2 separate regions of the Columba livia genome follow, and region 1 is linked to region 2. Evidence: chromatin contacts called from public Hi-C data. All regions are on one chromosome and are shown on one strand. Each heading gives the region's core, a stretch centred on a gene start, on an enhancer-like site or on the middle of the called end of the contact. The rest is flanking DNA. Distances are from core to core; before and after follow the strand shown.

What was found. Hi-C and Micro-C count contacts between places; a contact is called where the count stands out from the background.
Region 1: a contact with region 2 is called in a Hi-C map of crop, with 2.8 times the contacts expected there. The contact joins the enhancer-like site here to the promoter of IPO13 in region 2. A contact is called at or near these places in 2 of 2 Hi-C or Micro-C datasets (crop and liver).

The regions. Positions count from the first base shown.
Region 1 is chr8:4,815,311-4,818,010 of bColLiv1.pat.W.v2, reverse strand. All of the region lies in intron 5 of ST3GAL3 (ST3 beta-galactoside alpha-2,3-sialyltransferase 3), which reads left to right. Among named protein-coding and RNA genes, the nearest start is that of ST3GAL3, 59 kb to the left of the region's middle. Within about 2 kb of position 1,345, at least 2 of the 3 cell types and tissues checked have an H3K27ac peak away from gene starts, as active enhancers do.
Region 2 is chr8:4,678,239-4,680,938 of bColLiv1.pat.W.v2, reverse strand. It overlaps IPO13 (importin 13), which reads left to right and starts at 1,432. Exons shown (of 19, transcript XR_010474217.1): 1 at 1,432-1,746. ARTN (artemin) reads left to right here. Exons shown (of 4, transcript XM_065071620.1): 4 at 1-1,191. The coding sequence ends at 270.

The DNA of each region.
Region 1 (2,700 bases), core at 96-2,595, 140 kb before region 2:
TTCAAACTTCAAAAATGGGAGACAAAGAAATCAAATCTGGTGGGGGGGAAGAAGCCAGAAATAACAATCTGCGCCGTGCAAACTCATATGAAACTTGATCTAGACTTTGAAAAGACCGTAAAAATGGAGGGAGTTTGGGCTGGGGAAACACACAGATTGGGTTACTTCTGTTTGTTGAATTTGCTTTACTTCAGAGCTTTAATAATGAAGAACTGAAACAGAGCCCCTTCCCCTCATTTTGTTTCTAGTGTGGGAGGTTGCTTTGAAACGGACTGTGTCTATGTGTGGTACTTAGCCACTAAGCACTGTAAAAATAAGCAATAAACGTGTCGGAATGCTGGACTTGCCTCGCGCCTGCTGCTGGGGGATTTCTTTGTGCCCCCTTTCCCTCCACATTTGTCTTTTTGTATTTCTGCAATCCTGAGAGGGGAAAAAGGAGAAGTGAGAAGTCCCGATGATCTCCTGTCCTGCCTCGGCAAGAGTGAGCGTGTGTCTCACGGGCTACACGGGGTAATTCCGACCGTCACAAGCAAGAGCATCCTGGTGCTTTATCTGAAAGATTATTTCAAGGCTTAGCGTACTTCACAACATCGGGGTTTTCCTGGCGGTTGGTTATTTATTTCTCTTTAATTTCCGATTTTTATTTGACTTCCAATTCTCATCCTTCCACCTAATCTCTGCCATTGTGTACTAATTGTTTGAGAACTTCAAATATCTAAGAAAATGAACCCTGGCTATTCACAGTGATTCAATTACCGGTCTGTTTGTTGTTCATTCATCAAACCTCCCACATTTGGGTGGGATGTAATGGCCATCCCTGTTTCTTTGTTTTGCTCATCTTAGTTCTTTTTTTCCCCTTGATTTTGATCCTTTGGAATTCTCATAAGGATTTCTCACATGACTCTGTTATCTAACTTTAGGATTCCTGTGTTACACTTGGTCGATGAGGTAGATAAAGACTGTACACATCAGAATTACTGGCTACTTAGATAGAACTGATTGATTACTTGATTTGTTAAGTGCAAACCAAGTGAAAAAACCTTGTGTTTGGTGCTTTTGAAAGGGCCAGTTTCCTGAAGCTGGAAGTAATTATGAACCAAACCATGTGGGAAAAGAATGTAAAGCAAAAAATATGAATGGCTGGGTATTGTTTGGAGCAGTTTTATACTGTTTGCCCCAACAAGCTCAGTTTCATAAGAAAGAAATGTTCATGGAAAAAAAGTTTTACTGAGAGTGTAAGGGAAAACAGTGATAATGTATTAATAGAAGAGGTAGAAGTGTGCAGTAAATACATGGAGTTTTGTTCTGTTTGGATGAGACAAAAAAGTGCTTTCCTTAGTATCAACAACAAAAATTAAAGCAGTAGATACCTAAGTTTATGTGCTTTAGAATTGGGATGGCTGGATAACATTCTTGCAAGAGTTTCTGAAGAAGTAGCTGAGGACTTTTTGGACTGCTGGAGACTAGGAATAAATCTTCAAACACTAGGGGTTCTCCATATTCTTGGCAGAAAGTTGATGTGCAAATATTTTAAAAGTAAAAAGGAATGACTCACAGGCTTTTCAGCCCATTTTTGATTCTGAGCACAATAACATAATGGCAAATACAGGTTTCCACGAAAAAATAAAGTAATACATGTAGTTCCAATTAGTGTGCATAGACACTTTGTTGTTGCTGTTAGATGGGCCTGTTCTTCAAGTGGATCTCCATAAAGGTGCCTGGTGTGTGTGAGACCGACTTCTTTCTTGATACGTTCCTCTTAGGTCTTGGTTTGCACATTTTGTGTTGCTTTTACCAGTTCTTACTAGTTGTATGAAAACTGGGAAACTTATGAAGAAAAGGTTTAGGTCTTTTTCCCTCCATATCTGTAATGTGGAACACTTACTTTGTAACTCTTTACTACAGTAGCATTAACCTAAATAAATGTTTGTTTGTTTTCCTAGGTTGGATATTGAATGAAATTGAATGGATTTGGTTATCTAAGTGTAGGTCATACCCAAAACTTCAGTCGAAGTGGTTAGAAATTCTCTGTCAAGACCATTAAAGAAGTTGGTCTCATGTAATTCTAATACTGTTTACTGCAAGGAATAGATGTTCTGTGGCATCGTGAGTTTTGATATGGATTTATGTTAAAACACCAGCGTTTGTCATTCTATTCTTGCTGTCCGTCATAATGAACAAAGTACCACTTTGTGGAAACAGGTGATATGCCGCTGCCTGTCCTGAACCAAAACACTTGTGAGTTTGTTTTTAAACTGATGCAAGAGTTGGAAATCCCAAAGGCCTGTATGTGATCACCAAAGTGTCAACTCTTCTGCGCTTGCCTGGCTTGACATAGATCCCTTCTTGCAGGCCAGCGCTGTTCATCCTCCAAAGAGCAATCATCTTCCCTTTTGTTTCCCCGTGGAGATTTTTTAGGGAATCCTTATCTGAGGGTGGAATGGAAATCAAGTTTATTCCAGCATGTGAACGTTACACTGTTTATGAAGCTTGCCTCTGAAGCATGTCACTTACTCTGAAGAACACTATTGCTATGGTACCTGACACAGCGTAGTTGTCAGCTCCTCGTTTATATTTTTCTATAGCTGGCTGTGACAAAGCTTTTTAAATGGGGTGTATGGTAAGAGACAGCTTACTTTACTCAATCTGCCTCTAAATTTGTCTTCTGAATTGCTGTAACATGACCAGATGCATCAAAGC
Region 2 (2,700 bases), core at 183-2,682:
GTGCGTGACCTGGGCCTGGGCTTCAACTCGGATGAAATCGTGCTCTTTAAGTACTGCAGTGGATCCTGCCACCGGGCACGGAGCAACTATGACCTGACACTGGGCAGCCTGCTGCGGCAGCAGCTCATCACCCCAGGGCCGCAGGAGCGGGTCCTCAGCCACCCCTGCTGCCGGCCCACCCGCTATGAGGCCGTCTCCTTCATGGACGTGCAGAACACATGGCAGACAGTTGAGAAGCTCTCAGCAGCGGAGTGCAGCTGCATTGGCTGAGAAGGGGCTGCTGGCTTGGCCGTGGCTCGACACACACTGGCAGACCCTGGCTTGCCACACACAGTGGTGCCAGTGCTCAGAGGAGGGGTCTGGTGGAGGAGAATGTCCCTGGTTTTGTGTAGCCACGAGGGACCGAGGCGAGATGGAGCCATGACAGGGGGTGGGTGGCCAAGCCTCTTCCCGCTCTGTGCCAAGAAGCTGGTGCCATTGGCTATGCAGGGTCCTGCCAGGGTGCACCCCAGCTCAGCACTGGAAGAAGAGCTGGAGGGGACACGGAGCATCCCCATTGCTTGCAGGTGTCTGCCAGCCCAGTGTCCACCAGCAGCGCCTGGCTTGTCCATGCCCTGCTCCCACACCCCTGCTTTAGGGGAGCTGGGGCTGTTGCCCAAGCTTTGGAGTAGGACAGAAAGAGGGGAAAAAACCTCCCTGTCCCCTCGGGCACCCTGGAGCTGGTGGTGGCCAGAGCTGCCGTGCAGGGAGGGGGTGTCCCTGAAGACGAGTGCAGCAGGGCCAAACCACACCAGTGCAGGGTAGGGGACCTGCACTCAACTGGCAGCAGCCCCAAGTGCTCAGCAGGGTAGCAGGGCATGGGCACCTGCTGGGACCCCTGCCGGGACCCCTGCCTTGCTCCCAGGAATTGGCAGGGTCCCTCTGCTGCCCCCATGGTGCTGCGGCACTAAACTATTTATTTTACTCTAAATTATTTATTTATTGTTCTCGAGCGGCAGCTCCTATTTATGACTTTGGGCCCCCGGGGGCCGGGTGTAATTTAACCCCAGCGCTGCTGTGAAGCCCTGGGCAGCGCCCCGTCCCCCGGTGCCCCGTGCCCCCAGCCCCTTTTTCTATTATTTGTAAAATTTGAGGGATAAACTCTATTTTTGTACAGTCGCCTTTTCCTGTAGCAATAAAGTGATGGGCTGCGAGTCCAACCCCTGTGTGTGCCCGTGATGGGGGGACGACGGGGGCGCCCGGTGTGTTTGACACCCGTGGGCTGGGATTGGGAGGGTCCTGAGCGGGGCTCCTGTCGGCACCGCCCGTCCCACGCGTGGGGAGCAGGGGCGGAGCTCGGTGCCGGTGCCCGGCAGGGGACGCTCGTGGCCCGGGACTACCGGGACTACCGCTCCCGGCGTGCGGCGCGGCGCTGCGGCAGGTCCCGGGCTGCCCGTCCGCGCCTGCGGGGCAGCGGGGCGAGGCGCTGCCGGAGCGGAGCGGGGCAGCAGTGCCTCTCGGGGCGTCCCCGGGGCGCGTCCCGACCCGACCGCCGCTGCCCGCCGCGCCGAGCCGAGCTGTGCCGCCCCGGTGCCGCCGCCCTCGTCGGGGCGGGGAGGCGGGTCCCGCCGCGATGCGGCTGCCCGTGCGCCGCCGCTGTCGCCCGCCCGCCACCGCCTCCTGAGCGCCGCCGCAGCCATGGAGCGGAGGGCGGAGGCGCCGCCGCCGCCGCAGGGCCTCGACTTCACCGTGGAGAACGTGGAGAAGGTGAGACAGCCGCGCCGAGCTCCCCCCAGCCCACCCGCGGCGGTGGCGGGGCGGGGGGACGCGGCTGCGGGATGCTGATGCTGCCGCGGAGGTGCGGGAGCTGCGGCTCGGGGGAGGGCACCTGCTCGGCAGTGTCGGGCCCAGGGAAGGGCGGCGGGGCGGCAACCCCCTCGCCCTGCCGGCAGCGGGGGCAGCAGGGACCCGCCTGCGCGCCCAGGGGGGTCCGGTGCGGGAGGTGGCGCCGCTTCTGTGCACCGGGTCATCCCGGGGAGAGTAAATGATGTGGCAGAAATGGGAGCAGAAGGGAGATGTGTCTCCGGCGGGCGTCCTCTGGGTCGCCGTGCTGCAGCGCCAGGCAGGCAGAGTCTACTGCTCTAGTCCTGGCTGCCCTCGACACGATCAGTTTCTCCGTCAAGCAGGGACGGGAGGGCACCCGGGCTCTCGCCAGGTGCTGGGAATTGTCGGGAATTACAGTTGGGAAAAGCGTTTGGAGGACGGGTGGCCTGGTGATGCCTTTCTAAACCTGGACTGATCCAGCCCCCATGCTCCTGCTGATGCTTCTAAGCAACTGCAGGGCAAGAGGAGCAAGGTTGTCATTGCTGAAACCTGGGATCCAGGGAATGGCCATGGCAAATCAAGGCCTGCTGGCACAACACTGCTGCTGGGAAGAGCTCTGAGCAGCCTCTGCCTGACCTGGGGTTCATCACGGAGACTGAGCAAGGCACCCCAGTAAACACTCGGGGAGGCAGCTGAGCAGAACCCTTCCCTTGGGCCATCTTGGAGGTGATGGGGGCAGGGCAGCAGAGGATGCATCCCTGAAGGGCAAAGAGCAAGAGAGCTTCTCCCTTCCACTCACCAGACAGCCACCTGGAGATTGACAGCCTGTCAATCCATAGCTCAGTCCCCAGACAGCTCGTGGGAATCCCAGTGTCCTCATTTTTCCTCGATTAAGAA